Linked DNA regions of Mus musculus: all the other regions are linked to region 3. A link is a contact called in public Hi-C and HiCAR-type data. All regions are on one chromosome and are shown on one strand. The core of a region is the stretch at or near the end of the contact, and the rest is flanking DNA. Distances in the headings are between cores, read along the strand shown.

The links. Hi-C and Micro-C count contacts between places; a contact is called where the count stands out from the background. HiCAR-type assays count read pairs that join an accessible place to other places.
Region 1: a contact with region 3 is called in a HiCAR-type map of astrocytes, with 2.5 times the contacts expected there. The contact joins the promoter of Bet1 here to the promoter of Peg10 in region 3. A contact is called at or near these places in 2 of 39 promoter capture datasets (liver and pre-B cells), 3 of 484 Hi-C or Micro-C datasets (cerebellum, embryonic stem cells and myocytes) and 2 of 115 datasets of contacts at active chromatin or transcription factors (astrocytes and embryonic hindbrain).
Region 2: a contact with region 3 is called in a Hi-C map of adipose-derived mesenchymal stem cells, with 1.9 times the contacts expected there. The contact joins the enhancer-like site here to the promoter of Peg10 in region 3. A contact is called at or near these places in 8 of 39 promoter capture datasets (the 3T3-L1 cell line, the SN4741 cell line, hippocampal neurons and 3 more), 1 of 15 datasets of contacts at CTCF or cohesin (the NIH/3T3 cell line), 4 of 484 Hi-C or Micro-C datasets (adipose-derived mesenchymal stem cells, cardiomyocytes, cortical neurons and 1 more), 10 of 115 datasets of contacts at active chromatin or transcription factors (astrocytes, embryonic forebrain, embryonic midbrain and 4 more) and 2 of 9 other capture datasets (embryonic stem cells and liver).
Region 4: a contact with region 3 is called in a HiCAR-type map of astrocytes, with 2.7 times the contacts expected there. The contact joins the promoter of Pdk4 here to the promoter of Peg10 in region 3. A contact is called at or near these places in 1 of 39 promoter capture datasets (liver), 5 of 115 datasets of contacts at active chromatin or transcription factors (astrocytes and embryonic stem cells) and 3 of 9 other capture datasets (embryonic stem cells, liver and pancreatic islet).

The regions. Positions count from the first base shown.
Region 1 is chr6:4,083,790-4,088,714 of GRCm38.p6, forward strand. Bet1 (Bet1 golgi vesicular membrane trafficking protein) reads right to left here and starts at 3,141. Exons shown (of 4, transcript NM_009748.3): 1 at 2,988-3,141. The coding sequence starts at 3,006.
Region 2 is chr6:5,581,284-5,586,065 of GRCm38.p6, forward strand. No RefSeq gene overlaps it. Among named protein-coding and RNA genes, the nearest start is that of Gm34470, 20 kb to the left of the region's middle. Within about 2 kb of position 1,883, at least 46 of the 459 cell types and tissues checked have an H3K27ac peak or open chromatin away from gene starts, as enhancers often do. A contact at or near this core is called in the NIH/3T3 cell line and adipose-derived mesenchymal stem cells, where this site is marked.
Region 3 is chr6:4,744,204-4,748,937 of GRCm38.p6, forward strand. Peg10 (paternally expressed 10) reads left to right here and starts at 3,103. Exons shown (of 2, transcript NM_130877.2): 1 at 3,103-3,375. Sgce (sarcoglycan, epsilon) reads right to left here and starts at 3,001. Exons shown (of 11, transcript NM_011360.3): 1 at 2,777-3,001. The coding sequence starts at 2,885.
Region 4 is chr6:5,494,212-5,498,746 of GRCm38.p6, forward strand. Pdk4 (pyruvate dehydrogenase kinase, isoenzyme 4) reads right to left here and starts at 2,067. Exons shown (of 11, transcript NM_013743.2): 1 at 1,822-2,067; 2 at 679-820. The coding sequence starts at 1,951.

The DNA.
Region 1 (4,925 bases), core at 1,891-4,390, 660 kb before region 3:
GAGGATACCGTAGGCTCAAACAGCAAATGCAGTAGCAATGATAGTAAGAACAATCATAGTGACAACCGAGAGAGTGGGTAGCAGTAAGTCTAGTAGCTGAAGAATGGTTACGTGTGAATAAGAAACTCTTTCAAAGCACAGCACAATTTAATTTTATTGAAGTAGCAAAACTCTTGAATTTTTATAGCTCTGACTATATAACATCAAAACTGACCTCTACACTGAAGTATAAAAGCAAAAACTAAATGTGTTCATTTATCATCCTAGATCTCCATAAACATACAGGTACACACACACCCTACAACAATACTTAAGTAAATACTTATAAATGAACTAAAAAGGACATTTTTCCTTTACTGTAAACCAATTTTGTCAACAGCAGAATGTCTTTTGCTTCTCTGGCCTCTTGCACCTAATGAGCACTTTCTATGTACCAGACGCCTATATTTCTCCGTTTACCACAAAAGCCATAACAAAATGTTAAATATTTCAAAGAGAGGGGACAGTTGCACACTTGCTGGCTGGCATGGTCTCTCTCTTTCTCCACACATATTTTCAAACAGATTAAAAGCTGGAGGACAGGGCATAGTTGTTTTTCGCAGCTCACCAACTAAAATCAACACTTAAAATAATCTCTGCAAACTCTTAACAAGATTTAAGATCTTCAACTTGTTTAATGTGACTAAGTAATTCTGGATTGGATAGTTAATCACTGGACAACTTCATTAACTAATTTGTCCAAAATTAATGGCTATTTTGATTTATTTCTTTTGTTTTGACTCTCTAGCCTATCTTATACTTAATTTCAGAGTTCTTCTACTTTGTTCTTTTAAAGCAAAATGTTCCTTTTTTTGATCCAGAAATTTTAATGCAGTTGCAAATTTGATCTTTCTTCACATCATCTTCCACCCCCAAACAGAAAAACAAAACAAAACCAACTAAGGTAAAATAAAATACTACAATTGCTATTCCAACTGAGATCCAATTTTTCAGTGAGAATTAATTACTACTATGATGAACTGTAGAAAGGCGAGTCTTGAAGGTCATTTCCAGCTGATGCCATCTGAAAAGTGCTACTTCCTTGAAGCAGGCCAATTCATTTAACAGCTCCTGTGTAAGGTGGCAGGTTTTACATACAAATGCTTATCAGACTCACTATTATTTCAAATTTCAAATTCAGGTCAGCACACAATGATACTTTTAGGTCTTCATAATTCAACACCAATTTAAGTGATAAGCATACTTAAACAAATAATTACCCCTCTTCTTCACTGCACTTCAAAAAGACTTAGGAGGGGACTCTTGCCTGCTGATTCTAATTTAATTGAAAATCTAATTTAACATCTTTCTGAGTAATTGTAACATACAATACAAGTCAGAGATAGAAACCTACTGTCAAATCCCTGACCTGCACGTATTAAAAACAGTACAGCACAAACAAAATTCCAATAGGCCAGTGGCCTACTGATGAATGTAAAGTCCTTGAATAGTCAGATCGTTCGGGTGCCTCAGGGTCCTAGCTTCACTCAGAGTGACTTCATCACCACAACCTCTTGTATACATCATTCATAACTACCCTGAATCTTGTTTGGCCATCTTCTCATCTGGGACTTACTTCTCCCAACCCTCACAGTCACCAGCATCCTTCAGGTTCTCCGGCTCCAGGAAGCCCACCGTGAGCCATGGATTATTAAGCCCCCACTGCATTTACTATCCGATGAACTTAACCTGTACTGGGATGAAGTTACCACCTTGGATCGTACTTTGTCATCTGCTTCCGCAGCAATTTATCTTCTGCTCCACAGTAACCCTGAAAGCTTTGGGAAGCACATGGTGCGTCACAATAAATGTCTGCTGTTATTAGTGTTGGAAAAATGTAGGCATATATGACTAATCATGTTTGAAAATAGTTCTTTAGGTTATTTGAGATGAACTAATTTCTTTCAATGACTGAAAGGATTCATAAAACTAAATTTACAACTTCTTCACATGCAACTACTTATTGACAACCCTGTCAATCTATATTACTGACACCATTCAAGGCCCTTATTTTTCAGTGGTTTTAAAGTCCACACATTCTATTCCTATAACCAACCTTATTGAAACTACTACCATGTCTCTGCACTGTCATGAATATTGTGTTCCTTCTTACATAATCAAAACCCATAACAAGCCGTGAATTATGAGTTGCAAAAGAGGCTTTAGTTTTCATACCTAACTTTAAGTGTTTGTCCATTCACTGGCTTTAACACCTCAAATTTTTAAAAACTATTTTTTTTTTTACTATTCCAATGTCTGCCAGAACAGCAACATCCTTTTTAATATTTCACACATTTTTTTCAAGCATTCTGCCCTTCCTTCTTTAAGACATGGCTAATAGAGAAAGAACTTCAGTTATTACTAAGCTATTCCTTCCCCTGACCCATTTAAGTCATCAAAACCAACATCTACTGCCTTAGCAGTGGGACAAGGTCTAGGTCAGAAGTGTTCCAAGTAACTCGCCTTTGACCCAGACCTTTCATAACAGGCACTTTAACAATAAGGACACGTAAATTCACCTTTGTAACTCACGGTTATCAAACTAACGCATCATTATTAGTGGGCTTAAAGCTTACTACTCCCCAAATGTCATTTCTTAAAAAAAAAAAAAAAAAGTTAAGATCCAGAATGAGTAAAGCAAAGGAAACAGCAAGGCTTGGGAAATTGGGTTACTCCCCAAACTAGCACATAGAAAAAGAAAAACTTATGCTAACCAATTCACCGCTCTGTGCAACCTAGCATATAGGTTTAAACTTTTGTCTAAATACAACTTCAGGAAACCGTTCGGAACTAGGACACAGGAAGAGAACCTTCTCCAAAGAACCCAAATAACTCGCTTTTGAACACCAAAGTCATTGACAGAGGGCCGGTAGTCTCCTCCCACAACCCTGCTCCCGACTCAGCAGGTCCTAGGGTCCCCAAACTTCGAACCTCAGCACTGTTCTTACCCAGGCCTGCACGCCTCATCCTGCCAGGAGAGGGAAAGGCGGGCAAGGAGGAGTGAGTAGGAAAGGGCCAGGGTCACCCGACCTCGGCTTCAGTCCCAGGGCTCCTAAGAGCAACAACTTTTTGCCTCAGAGCGCCACGACATCAGTAAAGTCTAAACACCGCGCCGGTTTATGTCGTCACTCGGACACATATAGGCGTCCTGAAATGCGATTACTAGTTGCATTCTGGGAAATGTAGTTTTCCGTCTTCTGGGGCACTGGGTAAGAGGGGCGTGGTAGGAACAATGCCTGGAATGGGCGGGGCTTCCGGAAGGGCAGCGACAGCTGCTGGGGCTCTAGTCCTGTTATTCTGGGTCATTACTTAATCCAGAACTTTTAGTATGGCACTTTTTGATGTTAGTGCCAACTTTAACCTGGGAGAGTTACCCCTCCCTAGCCGGGATGATGGTTGACTCTTTCATGATTTTCCCTTGCACTCCCGCTCACCCAAAGTCAGAGGTGAGAAAGTCAGTGCAAACTTTGTTCAAACAGAGTCTCATCTTACTGTCTGAGCCTCTTAGCAGGAAAGGAAAATCAATCCTCTTCCTTCCTGATCCTGCCCAGTGGAATAGTTAAAAAAAAATATATATATATATACACATATATATATATATATATATATGTGTGTGTGTGTGTGTGTGTGTGTGTGTGTGTGTGTGTGTGTATGTATGTATGTATGTATGTATCCTTGCAGTAGAACTTCCGGGTAGGGAAGTGGGGAGTCTCAGCTTCCTAACGCATTTGATCTAAGTCTGGAAAGAACTGTGATATTTAGCTTTTAAACACTCCACCCTACTTAGAGCTTTTAAAACGTACACACAAATACCTCATACTTGTTTCCATGGAGCATGTAGCCATCCTCTGCTACATATGCAGCAAGTACCCTTAGCTGCTGAACCACCTCACTACACACATTATACTTCATAATAGAAACACATTGCACTAACACTCTGCCCTCAGCTTACTGTGGTTTGATGGCTGAAAGAAAGAGTCTAAGTTCCGCCTTCTTTGCTTCTATTGCTATGTGATAATTTTCAATTCAACTAATACAGAATGTGAGATGAGTATGGGGATATAACAAAGATCCTTGATGATTTTATCACAAGTTCTTATTCAAGTACAACATGTGACTATGGGAACTATAAGTGTTCATACTCGAGCATAAACATGCCATCTTCACCTTGTAGCTTTTAATATCTTGCAAAATTTGATGAGTCAGAGGGCTATCAGAATCCAGAGCATATTAATGAAGAACAATAAAAACACTTATTACAAATATATCATTTGCACATGAGCATGTTATATTATGCCATTAGACTTCATTTGCATGATACAAGATCAAAGACAAAAATTATTAAGAGTTTCAGAACAATGAGGCACACCAAACAAGTGTGGGGGTTTGAGCAAGGGCACAGGGTCACTACATTGGCTGCATAACCATAAACTTGCATTTGTCTTAGGAAACATTTTTTGATTATTCAAGGTCATAATTCATAGAAGAAGAGGAAAGAAATGGGAATATATGAATGAGATTGATGTGACAGAAAGATATAGGTAGATAGGGATAAGGAGGTTGGTATAGATTTATACACAGAGAGACAGAGATAGGTAGAGAGGGATAAAGTGGGTTGATGTACATATATATGCATCAAGGCTGAGTAAAGTGGACCATTTCAAATAACAGTGATGTTGAGAGGAGAGGAAGTTGGGTAGTTTGTAGCTATGATATCTCAAGGGAAAGGAAAGAAAGGACAGAATTTTATGAGGCACATTCCTTCCAAACTACCAACAAAGCAGGTTTGTATATAGAATAAGTGGCTTCTATAGTTAATGATACATATATGAATGAAATTCTTGTGATAAAATAAGTCCAGGTAGTAAAACATGGCCTTCAAGATA
Region 2 (4,782 bases), core at 633-3,132, 840 kb after region 3:
ACTTCCTGTACCAGCCTGTAACCACTGCCAAGAGAAGGGCCAATGTATGAATTATCTTAATACCTTCCCAGTGTCTTGCATGAGGTCTTGCACATGACGAATTCATTCACCTACTCAGTTATTCATAGATATTCTTAGACTGTAAAAAAAAAATAGTTTGCTCCTAATAACCGTGTATTCACTGAGTGAATGAGTTAGAGCAGAGCATCAAGTAAGTGTATTAGGAAATTTTCTTTTGGCTTGATTATTAAAATCCATCCCCACATTTTCTAAATGATGCGAACGTACAGAAGGCGGTGTGTGTGCCCTTCCGGAGATACACTTGCAGGGGTAGCATGTGTTATTCATTACATCACATATAACCTTTTCAGGTTTACAATCAATCTTGCTTGGAAGGCTAGTGTCATTTAAAAAGTACAGCAGCGTGCTGGAAGCAGAGACAATCTGAGCTGGCTACAGACTGTGAATCCAAATACCCTGTTTAAAGGTCCAAACATGAAGAAGGGGGATGTACTAAACACATCATTTTCTGTCCAACTGATTGAAAAGGGATGGTACATTGAAGCTTTGTTGGGTTTCAATGCATTGATTTTTTTCTGCTACCTATTTTTCTTGGGTTTGAAAGGTACTTAAGAGTCTATTTCAAGTTGCCTGCAGACTTCTTTTCTCGTGTTTCTTAAAACTATTTGTGATTAAATCACCCACATTGTCTTCAAGGCTCTAATGACCTTCTTCCGGCTGTACTCTATTTTTTCTTTACAATATTCTGTTTATCACATCTTTATTTTCCACTACACTGCTTGATTTTGGTTTCCCTGTCAGTTTTTCTGCTTTTCTTTTCTTTTTCTTTTCTTTTTTTTGATCCTCTGTTCAGTCTGGTATTCATTGCCCTATGTACTTGTTCGGCCTCTGGGACTTTCAGGGCATCTTCTAGGTCAAATGTTATGCCAGTCAAAGACAAGTTCCTGAATTTAAAGACATCACAGCCTGAAGTGATGATAGAGTACCCCAAGTTATTAATGATAGCATGTGGCATCATGAGCAAGCGTGGATTAATGCCACTCATATTGTGCAGGCATTGCTATTGAAATGCCAAACATTAGTTATGAGATAAGAGTGGTAGCTTAGATGATAGCATGATGAAAGTTAGCCTTTGAGGAAACCATGTGTAAAAAGAGGACTCTTAGGTTGTATTAAAGAGAGAAGCAGAGGTGCAGAGATGTCTGATAGGATGATGGTTGGTGCTTGATGGACAGCAGTGTTTCTGAAAGTGCCATAAATGGTCTGATGACATTGGGTCCATATTCTTGAAGCCTTAAAATTGAACTCCCACAAAATTGAACTGGATTTTCGGGAAATCATTAAAACTGTCTTGGACCAACACTCCTAGATTCAGTTTGTCTCTCCAGAGGTTTAGAAAGTCTTGCATAGAGAGAAGGGGGTTTCAGCTGTCCTGGTTTGATTGACTTACCCAACAAGACTGAAGATGGCATATAAGGACTTCAGTAGCAGAGGTTGTTTTTGTTGCTGTTATGTTACATGGTGTGTGAGTTTCCTACCACAAAAGTTGTCAGCTCTCTACTGGCATGTCCGGGGCAAAGGAGAGAACCCAGTCTGGCTGAGTCTCTTGGGGCTGAGATTCACCAGGCCAGCTGGGAGTCCTCAAAGCAGGAACTCATTTTATTGTATTAGTCTTTTGTTTATATAGGGTTGAGGAAGAAGGTGGGGATTTTTGCTGAGGTGAGATGGCATAGGGGTCAGGGAAGGGTGACAGAAGGTATGGGGTGAGATGACCAGGGGTGTGGGGTTATCTCATGGGGCCTATAAGAAATGGACACATCAGGGGTAGCTAGACAGAGGCAGGCTTAAGCAGGAAGTGCTGAGTCACTCCAGTACGGAAGTGAACAAGACAGGTCTCTAAACTCAAGCAAAGGCTTAGCCTTCCTCACTAGTACTTGGCCTCAGTTTCTGGCCGAATAAGGCCTAACAAGAAATGAATGTCAACATTTTTATGTGCCTAAAGTTTGGAAATCTCTACCCAAACTCCAAACCCTCAGCTCACATGACCACCTCAGCAGTTAAGCTGCTTTTCTTGACTCTCTGACTGCAAAGCCTCTTCCTCCAACAGCCTTCTCAGCATTCAGAAATGAAATAACATGCTCTAAACCACCAAACATCCAAACCATTCTCAAAAGATGTGGCATAAAAAATGCACTCACTTGGGAAAACAAATGTCTGTGGTTTTGTACTTTCTCTTCCTATTTTGTTTTCTATTCTTTTTTATCAACTAATTTTTAATTTTTTTCATTAATTTATTTATTGATTTTACGTTCCAATTACAGCACCCCCCTCCTTCCGGTCTCCTTTACACAGTCCTATTCCCTTCTCCTCTAGGGTGAGCCCACCTCCACCCCAGGTATTCGTCTACCCTAGCATATCAAGTCACTGCAGGACTAAGCACATTCTCTCACACTGAGTCCAGACAAGGCAGTCCAGCTAGAGGGACAGGATCCATGGGCAGACAACAAATTCAGGGACATTCTCACACCCTTTGCTCCAGTTGTTGGGGGACCTGCATGAAGACCAAGCTGTACATCTGCTACATATGTGTGGGGCTTGGGAAGCTAGGTCCAGCTCAAGCTTGCTTGTTGATTGGTGGTTTAGTTTCTAGGTGTCCCCAAGGGTCCAGGTTATCACCTCACTTTCTAAAGGGATTATTAATGGTTCCATAGTATGCAGTCTTTCTATTTGACACTATAACGCTACTCACCAGCCAGGCACTTGTCATTCAACCGACCAGATTTCCTAGGTTTTTTTGGCAGTTAGCTCTGATTGCACCTTGATTGTGATTGGTGAGAGGCTAGTAGGAGAGTCATGGAGCTTACTAAAGGGACAGTGCTTGATGGTCTTGTTTTCTGTTTCCTTCATCATGGTAGAACATCGATGAGAAAGCTCAAGTTCTAGAAGCTGACGTACCATGGTATGAATTTGAGATATGAACTACTCATAAGGTGGGAATGAGAGAGCAGCCTCTGGTCAATACAATAATGGAATGGCATTCCAGAGCAAGAGACTGTGCCAAGATTTGTTAGACCTGAAGAAGAAATGTTTCTCCTGTTTAAGCAGTACTATTGCAAGCTTTAGTGCCAGAATCCTAAGCAATACTCCATAGTACTCTGCGAATCCCCTTTCATGGCTACTTCCTGGTGACGTTCAAGTTACCCGTGATACTGGTACTCTTCACGGCACACAGCACCATTGGCCACTTCTCCTATTAAAGCACTCCCTCCTCGGGATGTTCATGAAGAGCCCTATAGAATGGCATCAGGAAAGGAAATTCAGGATATCCCACACAGAGGCCAAGCACGGCATCAGTAACTACTTGCAGCCCGTGGCATTGCATGGCCTGACCTTTTATATCCAAAGGTTCTTCTGTCCTTATTTATCCCTTGCATCAGAGTTCTAAGGCTGGGTAACTGAGAAATGCAGGGTCCTGAGCCTCAGTGCCCGTGAATCTTACGTCCTTCTCAGAGATAGTGTGTTGACACGTCTGATCTTTATTAGCTCCCCAGAAACCCAGACATAGGATAAAATAACATACATATTTCTGGGTTGAAGACCACTGTAGACCTGAGACTCCTATTTTCTGCTCTGGATTTTCAGCCTGAACAATCTCACAGTTTTCCAATTTGTCACCACATACATACTAGCAACATTGAAACTAACCATGCCAAGTCATGTTTGAGCTTCAGACTCATGGATCCAACAGCCATTTGGAAGCTCCAGTGGCTGTTTCATTGACATGTAAGGCTCAGCAGACACAATTGCATCTGCTTTTTCTGGTCACTCTTCTGTCTGCCTTTACTCTCCATGAATAGGACTGTGATTGCTTTAGTTGTGGCAATTAGAAATTTCAAATCCTTCTCCAATTCCCTCATCCTCTCAGATGCCTGTTAAACCTGTTCTAACACTGGGGATGCCCGGTTTTCCACTCATGTACTCCTTTCCATTCGCTCCCGCCATTTCTGGGTTGAAGCTGCCGTTGCTTCTTGCTCCATAGTCTTGCTTTCTTCTGGCCCTTTCCACAGTTGCTGGAGTGAACATGATAAAGTAGAAATCAACTTACGATGTCTTTGCCTACAGCCCTCCAGGGAGTAGTCATCGCTTTAGGATGGATGTCTAATTCTGTTGCCTGACCCACAAGAGTCTCATGCTATGCTACTGTTTTGCTCTCCTAACTCTCGGCCCTCACAATGATATGCTCCTGCTTTGTCTCCTAACTCAAGGCCCACCGCTCTTCTCACCTTCATGTATCTTACAGATTGAAAGAGAGGAGCACTCCCTAATTTACACACTCCCCTCCCCTCCCCACTCGGAGCTAACCCTGGAATATTCTAGAATGCCCTGTTTGTTATTTTACTAGTCTGTAATATTACCTGATTGTGGGAGCAGTGTCACACAGGGCATAGAAGACTCAACATCAAATGGTTTTGGCCCCTCTGTGGGTTGCAGCTACCACAGAGCCGACCTAATGGTCCATTTGATAGTTACTGAATGAATGCAGATTCTTAATTATCCTGTAGATAAGTTTATAGAGGTGTGATAATCCTCTCACCATCACATTAAGAGCTCTAGCTGAAGCCACACTCGATCAAGGCTTGCTGTTTCCAAAGCTCATGCTCATGTCACAGTAAACACACAAGGGCATTTTTATGAAAAGGCTGTAATAATGATGATATTTAATACTTTAAAATGTTTTCTGGGGCCTCATTATATTTTCTC
Region 3 (4,734 bases), core at 1,853-4,352:
ACTAAAAATGGTGGTAAAGCAAGAGATGATAGCTCCTGAGCACTCTTCAAAAATGGATAAAATGTTCCAATACAAAGAGCAGCTAGTTACCTAGTGAAGTGAACGATGCATAGTAACACGGCGTAGCTTCACTCACCCTTGTGAAAAGCCGGCACAAAATAATCCACACGGGGGAAAAAAATCTTAAAAGTCACCTGGATAGTAAATACCATAAGTGCTTAAGATCTTATCTATCAATCTATCAGTATTAGGACATATTGGTATTTAATGTTAGTTAAATGCTCAAGTGTCAATTAATTTTGTCTATTCACTTAAATATTGTTTGTTCTTTCAGCTAGCAAGAAAGTTTTACCTAAACAGCTGCTATTGCCTTTTCCCTAGGAGAACTATAATTTGAATAAAGTTAAAAAAAAAAAAGGTGTATCAAGCATTAAAAAGCATCAAGGATATTGATCAGAATTATATCTCCATGTGATAATCCTGAGGCGGGGAGCCACGGCTCAGCTCGTTGGTTTGAAATACTTAGGTGTTGTTGCTGTTCATATACCTCAATCAGGAAATATTAATTTAATGTTGCTTATTTTTAAAGAAAATTGTAAAATTAGTATTATTTGATGCTCAAAATCCACTACTTGGAAAGAAAACAGGGGAAGAAATTAATTTGATTCAATATTTAATTTTGAGAAAAAAAAGTATATACAACCCTATAAAAACCCATATTCTTTAGATCCCTCTGTAAGCATAGAGGGAAGTCTGGAAGGGCAAACCGCACTTTGCCGACACCAGAGCAAGCCAAGGATGTCACAGGTGATCTTGGTTGCCTTAGTAAGGTACCTTCTGGAACTTGGACCATGAGAGAGAATTACTATTATTACACAAGTACCAACAAAGCCATATCTATTTTTTAGGCCGTCAATCAATCAAAAAATAAAAATACTGGCTAACATTTTGAAATGAAAAAGTCAAATAAATTTAAGCTCTGAAAGATGGGTGATTTTTAAAACTTGAATTTTCCTTACTTTTTAGATCCATGTTTTCTGTAAGTGTCAGTTTTTTAAAAGTGAACTCTTAAAAAGCTCTCAGTGAACAGCTTGGTGAATTAACTTTGAGGGTGAAAGAAATTGCTCGTAAGCATATGAGAGTCCCGCAGTCACCGGAACAGGGACTGTTAAATAAACATTGTTTTAAAATCCTGGAATCAGTCTGTCTTGCAGAAAAGGATAAACACTTTTAAATTAAAAGTAATGATTATGTTCGCCCAATTTCCTAGATAAATGTCCTTTGCTCTTGGAAATCTGCACTTATTTATTTCTGGAGGTCAACATTTAATTTCTAATAAGTAGATTCCCAGGAAATGAATGAGTTTTGCTTAGTGCTAAAAAGCTTAATGCTTTGTACAGCGCAGGGTCCTGTCGTTCACAATGGGTCAAAGTCTTGTTTTTCCTTTAAGGAAAAAAAATGCTGCAGAAGTATTGCTGAAATATGCTCAGTTTTAGTCTTTAAAAAACAAATATGTTTCATCTGTGATTTATAAATCTAACTCAGTTGTAGACAATTTGATTTTCCTTTTAACCTTAACTTTTTTGACAAAGATTAGCAACAGATTGTTAATTTTCTCAGCACCTAAGACTTTGAGCAGCTTAGGTGGGAATCCGAATTAAGGTTTTATTTAACATCCTTTCCCAGTCAGTATTTGAATGCCTTGTTCCTTTGCAAATTTCTCTAACAAAACAACAACAACAAACAAACAAACAAAAAAAATTTACAGGTTTATGTTTCAAGCCAAGGAAATGCTTGGAGCTGAGTCTCGGTGACCTGTTTCAAAGGTTTGAACCTACAGTTACTGCTCCCCAAAACATTCATTCACCCACAAGATTTAGAAACATAAAACGGCGCGGGGTGGGGGGGGAAGCTGAGGTCTCCGTGTAAACCTCACAAAGTCCGTAGCTGAAGGCTTCCAAAGCCCGCCAAGAACATTGGAAGCATCCACAGCTGTTTTCAATTGTTCTTGCTTTCCCTTCGTAACGTATTTAGTAGGGCAATGGGTGCTGTTTGCAGCATCTCTGGCCCCCAGCCATGGTTGACCCTGACCTGCACACCGCCGTTTGGCTCCCAGAATTTCATGATCCTGCTTCCGTGTTCGGTAAAACCTAAGGAAAAATCAGGTTCGCGCCACCAGGAAATATGCTTTAAAAAAAAAAAAAAAAAAAAAGCGCGCGGGGGGGGGGGGGCTTCGATCTTTTAAATGTCACATTTTGGTGGTCTTTTTCTCTCTCAACCAGATCCCAGAAAATGAGAAAAGATGTACATCTTTGTGTAAGAGAGAAAGCAGCTGGCCAGACATGTCCTTTGGTTCACATCTAGGCCAGGGAGTCTCAATTGTGGGATAAAACCCCCATCCCCACCCCGAGGGGCAACGACCCCCCAAGTCTGTTTCAGGGATCAGAAGATGTCCACCACTAGGCTGGGGGGGCGAGGAGGGGCGCCCTTCTTAATGGAAACTGGAGCTGAATTCCTGCCCTGCTGGACAGGGAGGGGCCGTGGGGGTGCAGAGAGAAAGAGAAGGCCAGGGGTCAAGCCTGGGGAGGGACCCACTTGGCCCAAAAGGTGGGCTGCAGGGTGTCCTGAAAGAGGGGTGCTGTGAGGGGGAGGCATTGGGCATAGAGCGGGACTAGCACCCTTTGGGCACGCCCTGGTACCCCGGAACCCGAGTGGGGGAGTGTGAGGCGGCGGCCTGTGGGCCCCTGAACCTCCATGTCGCGCGCAGGCCACTAACCTGTCAGTAAGAATGTGCCAGTGGTCGCGGGGCTCATCTTGAGTGTCCCCCGACCCTTTCCCGTCCAAGCACAAGGGTCTCCCAGCTCCCACCACCAGAATAATAGCATTCTTGGCCTGCCTAAGCCAACCGTCCTCGATCCTCCCCTCCCCTCCCTTTCTTTTTTTCCTCCCAGCTTGGCCAGTTCAGCATCGCGCACCCCCCCTTCCTGAGCCCATGCTGCCCCTAGCGGCGGGCCAAAGCAGTGCATGCCGCGCCCCCACCCCATCCCCCAAGGCGCCCGCCCACGCGCCCCCCTCCGCCCCCGCTGCTCGCGAAGCACGCTGGGATTTGGCGCCCCCCCTCCTAGGATCTCTCTATATAAGGCAAGCAGTCCGGACTCCCGATACACGCGTTTCCAACTTGAGTTGGTGTGTGTCGAAGAATCCTGACCAACTACGACCTGGGGAGAGCAGCCAACCGAGAAGGTCCACCGAGCCTCGCCTAGGTCTGCTGCGCGGGCTGCGGTCCGGAGCCTTCTCCGGACCGCGGTCACCCAGTGGACCGGGCCGTCGCGGGACCCCTCATCCTTCGTGGCATCGCAGAGGAATCCTCGTGTGGTGAGTATGGTTAGGATTTTTTTTTTTTTTTTAACTCCAAGAAAACGGTCACACGCAATCCCCGTTTTACATCGGGAGCTGCGGGAGATAAAAGTAGCGCCCCCCAAAATATCTCCTCGCAAATTTTGTCAAGCCTTCAGTGGCCAGATCCTGAGACGAGAGCGTGGAAAGCAAGTCTTCACGGCTTCGGGTCCGCGAATTCGGTTTCCACGACTCGCGTCCAGAAATGGTCGGTAGACACATGAGCTGCGGACAGCGATGAGCTGCAGACGCACATGAGCTACTGACCGAATTGTGATGAGCTCCCCAAATACGCTGCAAAGTGACTGGCTCTGCACTCTTAAGTGCCGCGCTACGAACGGATTGCACTGCAGACGGCCGCGTCTTGCGCTGTGATAAACTAACGGGCGCTTCATGCGCTACAAAATCCTAATAGGCGCTTCATGCGCTACAAAATACTCATAGGCGCTTCATGCGCTACAAAATACTCATAGGCGCTTCATGCGCTACAAAATACTCATAGGCGCTTCATGCGCTACAAAATACTCATAGGCACTTCACACGCTACGAACTGATGGGCGCTTCATGCGCTTCGCTGTACTAATGGGCGCTTCATGTGCTACGATGTACTAATGAGCGCTTAATGCGCTTCGCTGTACTAATGGGCGCGCCATGCGCTTCACTGTACTAATGGGCGCTTCATGCGCTTCAGCGTACGAACGAGCAAATGAAACGGGCGAACAGGCGAACCTGTGAACGGGGCGAACGGGGCGCTTCATGCGCCACAAACCAGCCCGAACTACGGTGATACCCAAAACCGATTCGTGTTTCACGTATTCAATTTGGAAAGCTGCAGGAGAGTAACCAAACGCAAAAGCGCAACAAGAGTGAATTTAGAAAATGCGCTACAAACTGCGGCACAGGCATAAGACCTGCAGCCTCTTAAGTGACACAGAAAGTAGCGTTGGGAAGACGAGAGAACGTATCTCTCCTTGGTGAGGGGACAACACAGTTCACCTTTCGGGTCAAAACTGGCTCCGTTTTCCTGTCGGACGGCTATCTGCATGATGGTGGTGGTGCTGGTGGTAAACAAAATGGAGCCCTGGGAGGCCAAAATTGGTTTTAACATTCTGCCCACGTAACTCCTGCTTATGGCAGTGGAGTGGAGGGGTGCTGGATTTTGGAGATGGCGGAATGGCCTGCCTTGTCTAGTGGTGATTGATTGAGGTGACGGTGACGGTGCACTGGACTTGGGGACACGAATGGGTGTCCAGCAACAGTTTGTGGAAACTGTCCGGTTTTCTGGGTGGGCACGAAGCCAAGGTGGGAGGTGGGAGATGATGGGAGGTGGGAGATGAT
Region 4 (4,535 bases), core at 817-3,316, 750 kb after region 3:
TGCTAAGATGCTAAGGGAGATGCCAAGGCAGAATTTGAACCCAAGGATCACTTTGCTAGTTGCTGATAAGGAACAAAACGTAGACCCTCTCCGAACAGCAGACATCTACATCAATTTCTAGGCAAAGGATTGTTTGTACAATTTCAGATTCCATCCTTTGTTATGTAAAGGACAAAAATTAAAAAAAATCCATTATGCCAATTATTCTTCAAACTTATCCCATACATCCAAATTATATTGTAATGGAAGTTGGGTATGGTAGTACATGGTTATAATCCCAGGAACTAAGAGGTGAAGATAAGTAGAAAGGATGTCAAGGTCATCCTAGGAGTTCCAGGAAGCCTGTGATTCACCAGAGCCGGTCTTAAGAGCCAAATAACAACAAGGAACAAAGGAAAAGGAAAAGGAAAAGGAAAAGAAAAGCAAAAACAGAAGCCACACACCTCCAAAGTGAAGGGGAACGATTTTTTTCTTTTTTAGGATATTAACAAACATCTATTTGTAGATTTATAACAATCCTAATGATAACCTGCCCTAAGTTAATACAAACTTACTTACAACTTTCAAAACTATTTTCTCTTAAGACCGCCTGTTATCCAAGCACGCTGTTAATATGGTCTAAGAAGTGGTGCTCAGGTAACTTTTAAAGCCAGAGACTTCAAAACCGTGTGTCCTCACCAGCTCTTCACCAGCTGCACCGAAGGAGTGTTCACTAAGCGGTCAGGCAGGATGTCAATCTCCTTCAGGATATTGGCCAGGCGGACGGGCAGCTCTTGCCGCAGAAAAGCAAAGGACGTTCTTTCACAGGCATTTTCTGAACCTGTAGTGGGTGAAGCGTGTTCAGTTTGGGGGAAAATTTGAGACTAAATAGCAAATACAAAGGATGTTGTAAAATAATATCTTAACTACAGTTAGCTTAGTGCTTATAGACACTTTAAAGCTAGATCTTTAGTGCCTTTTTCTTTCTGTCCAATTTCACCCCCTTTTCACTTTTTAAGAGTGACCAATATAGGTGAAATACTGTTTATTTTCTTTATGAAAAGAAAAAAATAAGCCCACGGTGGAGAAATCAGACCACTCTCCAGTTATTTCTATGCGTGAGTCCAGGGCCTGTACCACAAACTCAATAACACACCCTTAATGAGTATGAACCTGAAAGGGTCTGGGTAGAAGGAGACAGAGGCCTTTCCAGACTAGCAACAAACAATACCACATTGACATCTTGAAATGTTCCATATGCCACCGCGGAAGAAAAGGAGTAACTGTCTTTTTTTTTTTTTTTTTGTAGTAGTAGTAGTAATGTAAATACTTGTAAAACAATAAAGGAGAAATAGTAAAGATGCCTGCTAGGCATGCCAAGAGATCAGCGGGGTGTGTGTGGAGGCGGGGAGTATGAGTTTAAATCTGTATCTATCAATCTAAGGTAAGTTTGTGTTATTAGGAAATTGGGAAGAAAGGAGTTAGTTTAGCTTCTAGTCCATTATTAAAATGGTGGCTGAAAGGATATATATATATATATATATATATATATATATATATATATATATATATATATATACACACTCAAATGATCTAGACAGTGAGAAGAGAAAAGTAGATTCGAAGTTGAGCATCAGTATGGTTACAAGTGACTTAGCCTTTCTGGTACAAACTGTCAGAAAGTAACCAAACTAGGAAAACAGGTGCACAGCCTTTTGAGAATCCCGAGTTCTTCGGTCAAAGAGACCTCAGTCGTCCTAGCCCTGAACTCAGCCCTTCCCATCCTGGGGCCTCCCCAGCCTCAGCGCCACCCTCCTGGGCCCTGCGTCGCCCGCCTCTCACCAAAGTCCAGCAGCTGCTTCATGGACAGCGGGGACGGGCTGTAGCGGGAGAACAGCTCGACCTCCCTGGGGACCAGGCTGGCGCTGCTCAGCGAGCTGGCGCTGCGCATCACGAAGCGGGCTGCCTTCATCCTGACGCCCACCTAGGCTGGCGGTGGTTAGGATCCGTAGGGTTGGCGAGGGCTGCGGGTCAGGAGCGCGGTCGAGAGGGAGCAAGTGCGTTGTGGTCCCAGGGTCCCGGGTGCTCGAGCCTGGGTGAAGGGTTGACACTTGGGTCTTCCCACCACCCGATGTCTTGCCTTTTATCTACCTCCACGCCCTCTCCACAACTCCAGCCAGGAGGAGGCTCTGGGACTCTGAACTTGGGGCCACACCAATCAGCTCAGAGAAAGAACTTTGGGCTCCTCCCTTTGGCCGCGGTCACTAGAAAGGCCTGGCACAGTGATCCCGACACGGTTTCCATGGCCTGCAAGGGGCAAAGGGTGAGAGGGAGGAGGGTTGGGGTGGGATAGGGGGAGCAGCCACAGCAGGCATCCGGGATGACGTGGGCCCCCTTGGGATAGATCCCAGGTCGCTAGGACTTCAGGCCCGCCCAGACTTGTCCTTGTTTACAACTCCAGAGCCATCTCAATGTCACGCATTCCTAGCCAGAAACTGTTTCCAAGAATCTCACCGCGGAGCGTGCATTGGTGTTCGCTCAGAGCGGGACTTTTACAGTAGCCAATCATCTGCTTACTAAAGTATGGGCTTCTTTGCCATTGGACCTCGAAAGCAAGGACCACCCTACAGTTTTATCCACTTTCTTCTTAGCGAACAGCTCAAGTTTAGAAACTGCCTAAATAGGCTTATTATTAATGTGGTGGAAAATCCCAGTTCACTTCTCTCCTGTAACACTTTCTACCTGTTAATTAAATGCAAACTAAAGAGCGATTTGCTGAGGGTTTGGCTGGCCCTGTAGTCCCCCTTCCCTGTCATTCCCCTCTTTCTCTAAGGCCTTCTAGTTTGCTCTTGACCGCCCTCCACTCCCCAGTCTGCTCCAAAAGCTCTTTCTTCATTGCGGCTGCCCTCCTTCCAAAAAGCAGCCTTTGTCACTAGCAGGCACCAGTAGCATATTTTAGTTATTTGGGCTCTTTCATTTCCCAGAGGCTCAGTGCATCCTACCCTACTTTGTTACTGCCCAATATTGACCTCCCTAATGACTGCTGTTGAAACATGCTAGCGGGTCATAACACTCTCATCCTAACCTCTCTCGTCCTCCCGTTCACTCTAAATGGACTGTAGAATGAAGCCAGTGTTTAGGGACGCTGTAACGACTTGGTTGCAAATGCAATGTAATGGGAACTACTAATAGTAATAAACTGCAAGGGCAGTTTGTTATCCAAGGCACCCTTAGCCTTCGACCCTTGCATATGAGGAGACTGGGGTGTTATGAAAGTCATAGATGACGGTGGGTGCACTCTTTGCATTTTCCCCCATGAGAGCTCACCCAGTCACAGGACTGATGTCTGATTTCTGCCTCTAGTTCAAACTCTGCCCCAGATTCCAGTGCTCTGCTGTTTAGTGGACTTGTGCAGGCACAGGTCTAGCATCAAAGTTCCTCCTCTTAAACCTACCACCAATACTGGGGGTCTGCCTAATGTTGTGTCCACTTGTGTGACTTGCTTAGAAATAACACGTTGGCTTTCTGTCCATCCCACCACCTCTGTCTAGTGGTCACATATAAGTTCTAGCATTTATGCCTGCCATTGTGTCCAAGCATTTTGCTCAGACCTATGGGGGAAAAAATCCAATGGAGACCTTCAACAGTCACGGTTTTCTGGTAATGAGCATCTGGTGCAGGTTCTTAAAGACACCGAGAAATAACCCAGAGGTGGATGACCAGACATCAGCAACTGACTCTTGAGAGAAAAGAGGAAGAAAAGTGGGCAAAGTAAATGCAATTCATAGCACTGTGGCTCCAGCACTGAAGCTAAAGGAGCTTAGACAGCACCGCTGGCTGCACACAGACACTGCCAGAACCCATAATTCAGGCTTGGAATCACAAAAGCTCAGGGAAGCAAAGAACTGTCCAGGAGATTATAAAAACAAAAACAAAAACAAAAAGAAGCAAGGCTCTCTCTCTCTCTCTCTCTCTCTCTCTCTCGTCAGTCACTATATATCTTCTTTGTTTTCTGTTCAGTTGTAACACATTATATGACTTGGACAATACATGCACTCGCAGTACTGGGTTTTATGGACTGGGAGCTTATACAACACTCATGTCACCATCTCACAAGCATGTAGGAAATGATCATGTTTTCTTGGGACTGTATTTTCTTTTTTTAATGCTAACAATTTTACTCTTAAATTAATATAAATTATGATTAATTAATTGTAAGTTTTGCTTGCAAGAAAGTCAGTCCCATTGATATGTTTCACATGTGGATGCTTGAGTGGCAGACTCTCTTTGATGAAGCAAGTAGAAAGTAGACATTCCCCTTTTACCCTGGACACACAATCACAATCCTATTTCCTTTCAGGCATCATCCGATGCCACAAAGAATGATATTCTTATCTAGAGAGGGAAGGAAAGAAACTGTAGGATACAATACGTAGGTTTCATATAGAAAGTCCCATTTTCTCAAGCCTATTGTGTGCTCAGCAATACCTTATGGTGTTGTGTGGTGACTAAGGATCAGGTGGTGTCATATGATGCTCACAGAAATGACTAAAGGT